Regions from separate parts of the Hordeum vulgare genome. Here region 2 is linked to region 1. The links are chromatin contacts, called in public Hi-C maps. All regions are on one chromosome and are shown on one strand. Each heading gives the region's core, a stretch centred on a gene start, on an enhancer-like site or on the middle of the called end of the contact. The rest is flanking DNA. Distances are from core to core; before and after follow the strand shown.

Region 1 (6,718 bases), core at 2,325-4,824:
AAAATTAAAACACTACCAACATAGTATATTTTTTAGGGGTACCGACATAGTATATGTGAAAATCTTCCTCTCATATCACTTGTGTCTCCTTGTTGTTAGGGATGCCCCTAGATAAACTTAATTACTCTGTCCCAAAATACAACGTATTACTTTTTTTAAATATCAAATATTTTAATTTTGATTAAATTTGTAGATAAATATATCAAAATCCATAATACCAAATTGTTGTGATTAGATTCATTGTTAAATGTATTATCATATTTTTTATTTTAATATTATAGATGTCGATATTTTTACTCTCAACTTGGTCGAAGTTGAAGAATTTGACTTTTCAAAAAACTAATACCCCTTATATTAGGAAACTAATGAAATATTTCGTTTGATGTGCGTGGAAGATGACATAGTGTGTTTTATTTTTATTTACAATTCGGTAATTTGATGGGCATTTTGTGGTGTGATTCTATATTATATACTAGCCAGCCTTACATATGTGGGAAAAAATTAAGTCAACGACTTCATGGGTGTGATTGATATGTTTTTATATGACGGTTGCTGCTGAATGATTTCAAAACTGTTACTTTGGTCAAAATCGTAAACCAAACCCATTAAAAAGTAGTATAATGTATTCCCTCAGTCCGAAAATACTTGTTAGAAGAATGAATTTATCTAAATGTATTTTAGTTCTAGATACATCCATAGAAGTATTTCCGAACGAAGGAAGTATTTGTCTAAAAAATTAAACGAGAGAGTTTTGAGAAATTGTTGATCCGGTCAAAATCGGATGACCCAATTTTAATTGAAGTCTTGATGACCTTAATTGAATGCCACACTTTAAAACCAAGGAATATAATGTTATAGATATATACTAGCAAAATGGCCCGTGCGTTGCCACGGAAGAAAAAAAACATAATCTCCAATGATGGTGACCACATTATGTTCACATATCATCGCTTGATTTAGAAATTTTGTGCATAAATGCAACAAAATGTTTCTTCTTTTAAATTTATTTACAAGTTGAAGCAATCTTTACATTTTCAAAAAATATATATCATGGTTGTCAAAAATCTTGGTAACTCAAAGATTTATTCTGAATTTCAAGAATTTTTTTATAGAAAACATACAATAATAATCAGATCCATCCAACAATTAATTCTTCAAAATTCACACAGGTATATTGCCACAAAGACTTAGGAGCATTCATGTTTAACTACATACATTAGATCTTTCGTAAATAATTTTAAAAATATGGGAATAATTTTAAAATTGAGAACGTTTTTTACAATTCACAAACATTTACTAAAAATCGTGAATATTTTTTATATTTCAAACGGGTTTACATATTTTCTTTTGAATTGGCGACCAATTCAAGAAAAGACGAACATAATTTTTTATGTCGGAGGATTTTATTTTAAATTCAAAAACATTTTTTGAAACGCATGAAGTTTTTCTGAATAAACAAACATTTTTATAAATCAGTCATATATTTACTAAATTCATGGACATTTTTTTGGAATTTGCAAAAAAAAAACGGCGCTTTTTTTGAATCCTATTTCTATTTCAAAATAAAAATTCGTCACCATTTTAAATAAAAATTCCTATTTTTTAATATGTAAAAGTTTTTGTAATTCTAAATTATTTAAATTATAAATAAGAAAAAATGGAACGGAAATTTTTAAATAAAAAAAGAAACTATCAAAACTGGCATTAGCTATTTTTAAAATGTTAGGACATTTTCTAAATGCATTAAGATATTTTAAATTAGAAATCATTTTGTTAAATGCCTTTAATAATTTTTAATACATGTAATTGTATTTGAGATCATGGGCTTTTCTTATTGTACAAACATTTTTTCTAAAATTGCAAACATTTTATTGTACTAGTATAAATGCCCGTGCGTTGCACCGGACAACAAAAAAGTACCCAACCTTCTTGTAGTGCCATTATGCAGCATTAATTGTAATAAATGTGTATAATAATGTAAATGTTTTCTTTTAAAATATTATGTACTGCTTACATAAAAATTGTATGATATTGTCAATAATATATATATATATATATATATATATATATATATTATTAAATTTTAAAATTTCTTGTAAAAGATAAAATTTTAAACATCATGTTGAAAATGATCTTTTTATTTTGTGGTAATAAAGTTTTGTTTTTGTTGGGAAATGGCATTTGTGTGTGGTACATATTTTCCAGAAATATTTTTTGACAATTTGTTTTTTTGTTTTTTGCACAACTTGCTTCATGTGTCATTGTGCATCATTTTTTATATGGATTTTAATAATTTTCGACGATAAGGTTAAATGTTAAATTGTTTTACAAAATTTATGTATGCATAATATTTTTAATACTTTTAAAAAGTATTGTTTTTATGAATTTTCTGCTTTTGTTTGACAAGGAACCTTTTTATAATAATTTTATTTATTTAACATTTTATGAATTTTGGGCTTGGCCCGGGATTAGCCTTGAAGATACCCTAAAGCTGGTGATGTACAGATGTAGGACCAGATGGCTTTACCCACTTTAATATTAGGAGTCCATTTAGTAAAATATGAGGATTTTGTTGTAAAAAAAACTATAATGCAACTTGCGGGCCATTTCCATGTATGGGATCGATAGAAAGAGAAGGGGATCCCAAAGAGAAAACTGGACCAGAAAAATTGATGTGGTAGCGGTGCGTTGGCGTTGGACCCAGGTAGTGGACGTGTGTGCTCACCTCTCTTCCTAGATCAGGTAGATATTCCCCATCTCAGCCATGGCCTTGCCTGCAGGAGCTCCGGCCGCTGCTGGCGACCCCTCCGCCTCGAGGAGCTCTGGCCGGTGCTGGCGACCTCCAGCAGGCGGGTGCCCCGCTGGCCTCTCCCTCTCCTTCCGTTTCTCTCTCTCCCTCTCCTCCTCCTCACCACCCCATCTCTCTTTCTCTTTTCCTCAGGATTTGTCCCATGGAGCCATGGCCGTGCCCCATGAGCTCCAGCTCGACGGACCTCAAGTTGCCGCCGGATTCGGCCATGAAACGGAGGGGTGTCGTTCTCATCCCGACCTAGTTGCGATTTGAAATGAATCCGATCTAATTCATTCCGTGCTTGTCCGCATTAGGTCATCTGATTTCTTCACCGAAAGTCATATGCAACATATGACAAGGTGGCGACCAGGGCTCCAGTCGACGGCCGTACCCTGCAGTGCTGCCTTCTGTTCAAATGACCTGCGCTATCCCCAGAGGGAATCGAACCTGGGTTTTCAGCTAAGAAGAGCAAGGCTCTCTCCATCCTGCTAGTCCTTTACTATGGACATAATATGGCGGCATAGGTTCAGATAATACGTGCGGGCCGGTGAAAGAAAAAACTGAATCGTTTTTTGACTTACGGGTGGCATTGGTGGATGATTTTGACCAACTTCAGGGGCAATTTCGATGACGTACGGACATAAGTTATCCGTGCTTTATTAGTAGGTAAAGATAAAGGTTAGGGAGAGAAATAAAACAATTAAATGATTTTTTTTTTTTTGAGAAATTGTTGACCAGGTTCACGGGGAGCCATAGAAACGACCGGCCGCCATTGCCGCCCGCGACTGCGGCTGTGCGGCCACCACATCGCCCCTCGCCCCTCGCCCCCTCGCCCTCTCCCAGCACCAGGATGCCACGGAGCGCCTGCCCCTCGCATTGCCTCCGGTGAGTTCATGTGTGACCAACGCTTGGTTTTCTCCTCTGCTCTCTGACTCCTTTCACCCGTGCGTTTCAGGTTTCGAGTCGGGCGTGCGCCGCTGGTGGCTGATGCCGCCGCCGCTGCTGGTCGACGGGCGCCGTGCTGCCATCGTCCCGCCGTGGGTATTTCACGCGGGGGCGCATCGGAATCTGAATCGATGCCGGAGCCGGAGCTGCTGGGCGCCAACCGAACTGTAAGTGGCTGCCGCTGCCTAACTGGTACGAATTCAGTTCGTTGGCTGGACGGGCAATCCGAGTGCTCCCCCTTACCAGCGCAATTCCTCACTTGATTTCAGTGGTGACGCACAATGTGTGGATGGGCGTGGCGGCATGTCAGAGGGGCTGGGATTTCTGACGGATTAGAAATCTGAGAGGGCCTGGCAAGAATTCGGATGAGAGTGAAGTGCCGGCGACAGTGGGAGGCACAGGGTGAAAGATTTCACTTGCAGTTGGGTTGGACTGGGCAGCACGCTATTATGTGCTTGCTGAGTAGGTGCGCATTCATGATTCTCTTCCCCTTGACTTTCACCTTTAAGTTCTCCTCTGAAATATGTCGGGACTTTCGTGGTCTGCCATGACCAGGATAAATCCGAAAACTTCTCCATCAAAGCTATATTGCATAATGTTGCTCGAAGTCGGCCAACAGAATCGTGATTTGCTTCTATTATCTGAGACTCCACCCCTCCCACCACAAAAAGGAAAAGAGAAAGATTGTCTTCCAAGGGGAGTTTATTCAACTCTCGAAGAACATATTGTATTTCACATCACCACGTTCTCCCAAGAAAGCACCACACCTAACTGCACAAACATAGTATTCTGCAATCTGGAGCATGAGCTTTTCTTTTAAGAATTTGTGGGGGAGGCATATTATTCTCTGCAAAACTCATGTGAAGTCTGTGCACTCTATATAGGCCCTAAATGAAGTTTGTTCAAATTCGGCTAAAATAATCGTGATTTTTGCATCAATTATTATAGACTCCACCTGTCCACCAGAAAAGCAAAGGGTTAGTCTTCGGAGTGGACCTTATCCTACTGAAAGGACCACACCTACCTAATTATTCGAATCAGTTCAGAAGTTCTTGAAATCATTGGTTTTGATGCACTTTCCTGTTTCCGCCCAAACATAATATTCTGGAATATGGAACATGAGGTTTTGTTGTGGAATTTCTGCGGGCGTCATATTATTCTACGCAAAGTTGATGTGAAGTTTCGGCACTCTATTTAGGCCCTAAATGTTGGAAATGTAGGCCGAAAACACACGCAAAGCTACTTACCTTTGAGAAGAAAAAAAGCTAATATTCTACTGCTTTTCACCTAGCATCTTCTGCTAACTTTACCATTAATAAAGAATATCTAATCATGATCACCCCATTGCTGCTACAGCCTCCATCAACTTTGGCTAGCTTTCATTGCTTTATTTTTATTATCTTGTTAGCACATTCATTTTAAGAAATTGAGCACAATTTTCATGTCTTGTGCTATTTCCTTTGAGGAACACACTTCATTTACCCTCTCTTTGATATGCCTCTAGCTTTCACAAAGAGCTGATTTATATTTGATGACAACTCTGGTGTCCGGCTATCTCTGGGAGTGGCAACTTTTTTGCTATCTGCAGGTCTGCATCCTTCCTTTATAAAGGGGACTATCCTGTAATAATAGTAAATGTAACCAAGTTCCACTTCCATTGCCAGACAGAAATGATATGCTATGCAATGCGAATGCTGAATTAAATTGCTCGCAACTGTTTTTTTAACATAATTTATATGTTTTCTTTAATGCAACACAAATGCATGATGTAGCTTCTAGCTACGACCAAAGCGATATTGAGCTGATACGTGCGGAAGTACGCAATTGACACTTGTGGTGATGGAGATTTACTTTTAGAATCTTGAGGAGGATACATAGTGGACCACCCGAAGCAACTTTAACAGGTTGAGAAGACTCAAGAGGATACCATGAGGGAGACCACTGTGTCATCTCTTGTGTTACCTCATCGGAGTGCTTTAGAACCGATCAATTTCAGACCTAAGTATTGGAAAACTTAAACTATGCTATGTGCTTGCTGATGCTCTGCTCTTCATTTCTAAGAACAGATAACTCTGTGTATGTTAATTTGATACATCCTTTGCATGAGCGGTACTTGGAAAACTGACTTGTGCCCTAGTCCACTTTCCAATGGCGAAAAGTGATGATACGATGTTCCAAGAATACTAACAAAATTCATGAATGTAAATGTAATACATAAAAATGCTAAAGTTTGATGTCAAATTCATTCTTATATCAAGGACCAGAAAAGACAAACAGTCATTCTTACACTCTTCATTTATGCTAAGACTGTCATTTTGTCTTTCTTGTATCTTGAAATCTTGATGGTCAGGAACGAATATGACACTGATTGCAGGTCAAAAAAAATGATACTGATCCTCTGGAATTTTGAAACATTGTATCGTGATACTTTATGGAACTTTCAAAACAACAACGTGGTTTCCCCTGGACACAAAATGCTTACTCCTTACATTTTCGTGGGACTGGTAGTGTTTTACTTTTGGCACAGAACTTGTATTTGTTATTGGCAAACAATTAAAATAGAATGATTTTTCAAGTGCTTACGTTTGGAATCTTTCAGGCAATGTGCTTTATATACTTGGCCTGGCACCTTTCAAGAGCACACCCCTGTGGCTTAAATACTAAGCGGTTCCTTTTCAGCTGCTTTGGTTTAAATAATGCAGTTGAACCACAAATAGTGAAATTCTTCTGATTGCAGAAACATATGGTATATTATTTTGGCACTTATTATTTGATATGATCCCACCAGATGTAGAATAGGCAAATTCATTGGAACTGTGATGTTTTATGTATTAGCTAGGGCCTAGGGCTAGCTGCAACAAGGTAGCAGAAAGCTTTATGGTTGGCACATTTGTTGGGTGCAACAAACTTTTGTTATCATCAGACTGGAGACATCACCTAGTGGGAAGTGTCATTATTTTTTAAAAGATGAGGTTCTGGCCA
Region 2 (6,686 bases), core at 1,738-4,237, 490 kb after region 1:
GTATAATTATGTGTTTTGGTCACTATAGCGAAAATAACACACCTTAATTTTAAAAATGGAGGCCGAGTGCCAAAGGACTTACAACAGGTGTGGCAACCATTTGTCCGTCTCGCAAATGGCGAGGATGTTATGGGCTAGCACAATTCTGCTTTTCTCGCCAGGGAATATTTTTCTACATGTTCCTGTCTTGGTTTTTATCTTGTGCTTTTTTCAGTTTTTTGTGTGTCTTTATAGGTTATTTGTTTGTTGATTTTATTTTATTTTATTTTTCTTTGATTTCATGTGCCGGTTATTTGTGGGTTTCGTCCACAGTTTCATGTGCCATCAATTTTTCATTTCATATTATATATTTTTTAAAGAATAATAAATATATGTAACAGGAAAAGTGGGCTAGTGAGCCAACACTCTTTCTGGGCAGTTCTGGCCCATTCATTTCAAATTAAGGATGTCTTAAACGGCATTCCCTATTTGACCGGCGTTGCATTAAAATGTTGCCGTTTCACACATGGGTAGCGACCCAGTAACGGGATAGACAGGCCCAATTTTGCGTATGCAGTTCGCCTACAACCGTTAGGAAACATTGCATGGAAAACAAAAAAAATTACACACACGAAGACCTATCATGGTGATGTCCATCTACGAGAGGAGATTAGATCTACGTACCCTTATAGATCGCTCAGCGGGAAACGTTAAGAAACGCGGTTGATGTAGTGGTACAGCTTCGTGATCCAAATCACCGTCGTCCCATGATCCGTCCCACGAACGGTTTCGATCTAGCGTCGAACGGACGGTACCTCCGCGTTCAGCACACGTACAGCTCGACGATGATCTCAGCCTTCTTGATACAGCAAGCAAGACGAAGAAGTAGATGAGTTCTCCGACAGCGTGACGGTGCTACGATGGTGGTGACGATCTACTCCTGCAGGGCTCCGCCCGAACTCTGCAGAAATCTGATCTAGAGGTAAAATTATGTGGAATAGCCTTGAGTTACACGTGACAAAGTTGTGTCTCAAAAAACCCTAAACCACCAATATATATAGGAGGAGGGGAGGGGCTAGCCTTGGGGCACAAGGGGCCCAAAGGTGCGCCGACCGCCAGGGAGGAGGAGGACTCCTCCAATTCGGTTTGGGAAGGAGGAGTCCTCCTCTTCCTTCCCACCTCCCTCTTTCCTTTTTCTTCTTCTTTTCCTTTGGTATTTCTACATGTGGCGCCATAGCCCTCTTGGGCTGAATCCACCGGCCCACTAAGGACTTGGTGCGCCACCCTAGGGCCTTGGGCTCGCTCCCGGGTGGGTGGGGCCCTCCCGGTAAACACCCAGAACCCATTCGTCACTCCCGGTACACTGCCGGAATTGTCCGAAACTTTCCGGTGACCAAATGAAACCATCCTATATATCAATTTTCGTTTCCGGACCATTCTGGAAACCCTCGTGACGTCTGTGATCTCATCCGGGACTCCGAACTACATTCGGTAACCACACATATAACTCAACTATACTAAAACATCATCGAACCTTAAGTGTGCAGAACCTGCAGGTTCTAGAACTATGTAGACATGACCCGAGACACTCCTCTATCGATATCCAATAGCGGGACCTGGATGCCCATATTGGATCCTACATATTCTCCGAAGATCTTATCGTTTGAACATCAGTGCCAAGGATTCATATAATCCCGTATATCATTTCCTTTGTCCTTCGGTATGTTACTTGCCCGAGATTTGATCGTCGGTATCCGCATACCTATTTCAATCTCATTATCGGCAAGTCTCTTTACTCGTTCCGTAATACAAGATCCCGTGACTTACACTTAGTCACATTGCTTGCAAGGCTTGTGTGTGATGTTGTATTACCAAGTGGGCCTCGAGATACCTCTCCGTCACACGGAGTGACAAATCTCAGTCTTGATCCATACTAACTCAACGGACACCTTCGAAGATACTTGTAGAGCACCTTTATAGTCACCCAGTTACGTTGCGACGTTTGATACACACAAGGTATTCCTCCAATCCCAGTGAGTTATATGATCTCATGGTCATAGGAATAAATACTTGACACGCAGAAAACAATAGCAATAAAATAACACAATTAATATGCTACGTTCATAGTTTGGGTCTAGTCCATCACATGATTCTCCTAATGATGTGATTCATTTATGAAGCGACAACACTTGCGCATAGTCAGAAAACCTAGACTATCCTTGATGAACTCGCTAGCCAACTAGAGGCTTGCTGGAGACATTGTTTTGTCTATGTATCCAGACATGTATCTATACTTTCATTCAGTACAATTATAGCATGGATAATAAACGATTATCTTGTAACAGGAAATATAATAATAACTATTTATCATTGCCTCTAGGGCATATTTCCAACAACAACGTCATCCGGTTTTTGCAACTTTCTAGATTGTTTCCTCAACCGCTTTATTTACTTTTGCCGGTTTTCCTTTTTTTTTCTTTTTTTTCGTTTATTCTTTTTATTTTTGCCATTTTGCTGTTTCTTTTTCTTCTTTCTTTTTTCCTTTTTCTGTTTTATTTTCCATTTTCAAGTTCATTTTTTCTTTCTTCAATTTTTGATTCACATTTTTGGAAAATGGTTGAAAGTTTAAAAAAAATCCAAAAATGATCAAGGTTTAAAATTTGTTTGTTGCTTCAAACTTTGCACATAAATTTTAAATAAATCTTCTGTAAATATTGGTCGTGATTTTAATAAATGTTCAAATTATTAAAAACATCGTTCGACATGTTTTGGTACATTGTTTTGTCAACTTTCCAGAAAATGTTAAGAATATCAAAAAATGTTCCTATTTTTAAAATTGTTCCTACAACACGTCCTTGTTGTCGCCCGCGATCTTTGTGGCTTAACCGGCCCGGTCGGGGACTCACCTGTACGATGAGGCGAGTCTTTGCCGCACAGAGCGGCATATAGGAGGTACCACCTTAAACGGTAGGCCTACTCAGGCCAACTTCTATTCGGCGCCCTAAGCAACTGTTGCGAGCACCCTGAGAGAAAATTGTTGCTCACACCAGTGCCGGCTGGGCCAGCCATGATCGTGTAACGTAAGGGAATTGTATTTTATAGCAAAAGAAATATGGACCCTCTGAGAAGTCGAACTGATGCCGTTTCTTCCGTGTACAAGTTGAGGTAACAAGGAACTATTTAGCGAGAGTGACAGATTCTACCGCAAAATTCTTAAGAGTATAGCCACGCTATTTATTGCACAACATATTTTGTAGATTTACTTTATCGCGTAGATTTTCCAATTATTTGAAACATTTTGAAAACACGTGTATAACATTTGAAAGTTCACCGATTTCAAATAGAGGTTCAATACTCCCTCCATAAATAAAGATAAAGAGCGTTTAGATCACTACTATAATGAACTAAACACTCTTATATTTCTTTACATAGGGAATACATGCAAAACACAAATCGCCTATTAAAAAAATTCATGAAATTCTAAAACATTCATGTATTTCAAAATTTGATGAATTCTTATTTAAAAAGTTGATGAATTATAAAAACATGAAATTGAAAATGTTAACTGATAGTTTTTAAAAGCCATGAACGTTTTTACAATACATAAAAATATTTGCAAACACCTTAAGAATTGATGAATTATTATTAGATTGACCATTTATTTATCCAAATCTGAACAAATATTTTTCAAAATAATGAACATTTTTAAAACAAAGAACTTGTTTCAAATTTATGAACTATTTTTCAAAATCGATGATCTTTTTTCAAAATTCAATAAACTTTAAAAGAACATCGATGAAGTTCATGAAATTTGAAAACTAGTTTGTGCAGGTGATAAAACATTCACAAAATTTCACGAATTTGAATAAAAATCAAAATCTAAGAAAAAATATGTATTCAAGAAAAAAGGAAATATAAACAGTAAAAAAATAAAGAAAATAAAAGAATAAGTAAATAAATGAGTGGAGATTGGCCAAACAAAAGTGCAACAACAAGGAAAGCCATAGTTCTTCTATTTAGCGTTACATTTGACAAAGAAGAAAAGGAGAAAAACAAAGTATCTAGCCACACGAGGTGAGGATTGCCGTATGGCCATCTCGGTTGGTATTCATCTGTGAGGTCCACAATTCAAAATCTCGCCTACACCTACATTTTGAATTTGAAAAGAATGAAAAAAAATGTAAATTGGCCTAGCCCAGGATGAAGGGGGTTGTGCCTGGGTTTGCCCGATAGCCTATATCGGACGCTAAAGCCAACGAATGGGAAACATCGCGACCGTTAAAGTGAAAACCGTACGGACCACATCTAGAAAGCGTTTCTCTAAAGCTACGAACCAGTCTTGGGAAGCTTCGAGAAGCTTCCCGTCGGGTATTGTTTTGGTTTTTGGTTTTCTTAGCAGGTTTTTATTTGTTATTTTTTCTGTTGCTTTTGATATTTTTTTGTGAAATTCAATATTTTAACAAATTCCTGAATATTTCTTAAAACTCAAAATTTTTTGAACATTGTTTAAATTCATAAATAGTTTTAAAGTCCTTGAACATTTTCAAAATCCATAAACATTTTCTAATTTGTGAAATTTGCAAAAATATGTTCACCATTTTTAAAATTTGCGAACTTTCCCTAGATCCGCAAAAAAATCAAATTTGTGAACATTATTCAAATCCATGTACTTTTTCTCAATTCATGAACATTTTCAAATATGTTGCATTTTTCAAACCCATGAACATTAATCAAATATGTAAATATTTTTCAAATTTGTGAACCTTTTCAAATCCAAGAACTTATTCTCAAATTGTGTCCATTGTTTAATCTGGTGAAATTTTCAATCCTGAACTTTTTTAATCGATGAACCTTTTCAATTGTGGAAAAAACGAACGCAAGATTTTTCTTTAAAAGGTAAAGGTCAACGGTCAGCGTAGACGTTCAACTAGTTGACCATGTCAACCACCTAGAGACCAGGGGCGTACACTTTTGTCGAGCGAGTTGGTCGCCCGTATAGCTTGCTACGAAATCACTAGTTAAGGGTATCTCGGCTAAAAAGATAGATAAGGGTACTCGTTTCTAGAAAAAACTAGTTAAGGATTCTTGGATTTGTGAAGGTCACTCTCGCAAACCTAGGAGTGGGGCGGTGCATGTGTACTACTTGTCATATCCTAGGAGTTTTTTTTTCTTCCCATATCCACTTTTATAGAATGTTTCATCTTTTGAATCGTGCGCCAAAATATTGAACTGTTTGATGTTAATAGATTTCGATAAATATTGTAATGAAAAACTAGAAAAAAATACCTAAAAAACAAAATGCTAAAAAATAGAGCACAGAAGCACGGTTACTATTTTTACCTTTTGACACAGAAATACAATTGTGCTTTTCATGAAAGCAAATATGTGCTTTTTGCACAAGCATAGCTGTGTTTCTCGTAGAAGTAAATCTCTGCTTCTCACAGAAACACATTTTTTTCTCCGAGAACAATGGTGTACTTCCCGTGGAATCATAATTATTTCCCGTCAAATGCTTGCGGATGCAAATATTTGCTTCTCGTGAAAGAACATTTTTTTTAAAAAAGCATTATTGTACTTTGCAAAAAAACTTAACCTAGAAAAAAAGGCAAAAACCAAAGAAAAAAAAACCTCAAAGCGAAAAAAAATAAAAAAAGGAAATTCAGAGAAAACGTCGAGCATGTGACGGCTATAAGAACCACTTCACGCGTTTTTGACCAAGAAAATAATCTTGAAGGCCTCCTCAAAGGGGTAAACACTATTTGGTGAGTCCCGCTAAGAGCTCTATGTACTCACATACCCCAAGCAGCTCAAAGCAAGTGAGTAGGGGCATGTTCGGTTGCTCGCGTCGACTTTGCCTGCATTGTATATGTTACTTAGTTGGGTTTGGTTAAAAAAAATAAGAAAAAAACAACATTTGCACCTCGTTTGGGTGTCCGCATCGTGGTTACGTGCATTAGTGGATCAATTTTGGCAATGATGTTTGGTGTTCTTCATTGGCTCGCCTCATGCAGCTACACATTGTTTGGTTGCACACAAACTATAAGGTGTGTTAACCTTGCACCCTACGTGGCAAGATTACCTGCTATGCCTTACACACGATCACACCAATCACACGAACAAAACATCATTGCAATCACGGCGAACTCGAGGATGATGATGAATTTTTCAGCCCAAACTGACGATCCACCTTGCCAACTTCAACGTGGTCGCATGCCTGCTTGAGCACGGCCTTGGAGTAAGCATCGTCTATCACTTGCCTAGTCTTAAACCCTCAGTGGTAGATGTTTTTGAAACCTGACACTTGTTCATTGCATGCTTCCCATGAAGTGTAGACCCCTGGAACCCTCTAGTGGAACACCACATACCACTTGTCCTGGCATTGTAGAAGAGCAACAATTTAAGTAGCAAGCAATGGAGCGTAATAGTAGACATGAAACATAAGTAAGCATGCATGATCATACAACATAGCAAGTTCAACCTATCACTACTATGGTGTCATCCTATCACCATATCCAAAAGAGGGTGTAATCCTACCAACGCAAGTTTGCTATCAGAGTGAGGGGTTAGTATATACCACCTTACCAAAATATACAAACCATCAGTAGTTTTCAAGCCCTAGCTACACAAAATATACGTCATCGTCGTCCCCATCACCATCGCCATCACCGTCAGGGATCATTCCCTCGGTCACCACCGGCACATACATC

The links. Hi-C and Micro-C count contacts between places; a contact is called where the count stands out from the background.
Region 2: a Hi-C map of seedling shows a contact between it and region 1, with 5 times the contacts expected there. The contact joins the enhancer-like site here to the promoter of LOC123408628 in region 1. A contact is called at or near these places in 2 of 6 Hi-C or Micro-C datasets (leaf and seedling).

What each region holds. Positions count from the first base shown.
Region 1 is chr7H:92,968,063-92,974,780 of MorexV3_pseudomolecules_assembly, forward strand. LOC123408628 (amino acid transporter AVT1I-like) reads left to right here and starts at 3,575. Exons shown (of 7, transcript XM_045101692.1): 1 at 3,575-3,676; 2 at 3,747-3,903; 3 at 4,006-4,202; 4 at 6,336-6,718.
Region 2 is chr7H:93,460,659-93,467,344 of MorexV3_pseudomolecules_assembly, forward strand. No RefSeq gene overlaps it. Among protein-coding and RNA genes, the nearest start is that of LOC123408575, 66 kb to the right of the region's middle. Within about 2 kb of position 2,988, at least 3 of the 3 cell types and tissues checked have open chromatin away from gene starts, as enhancers often do. A contact at or near this core is called in leaf and seedling, where this site is marked.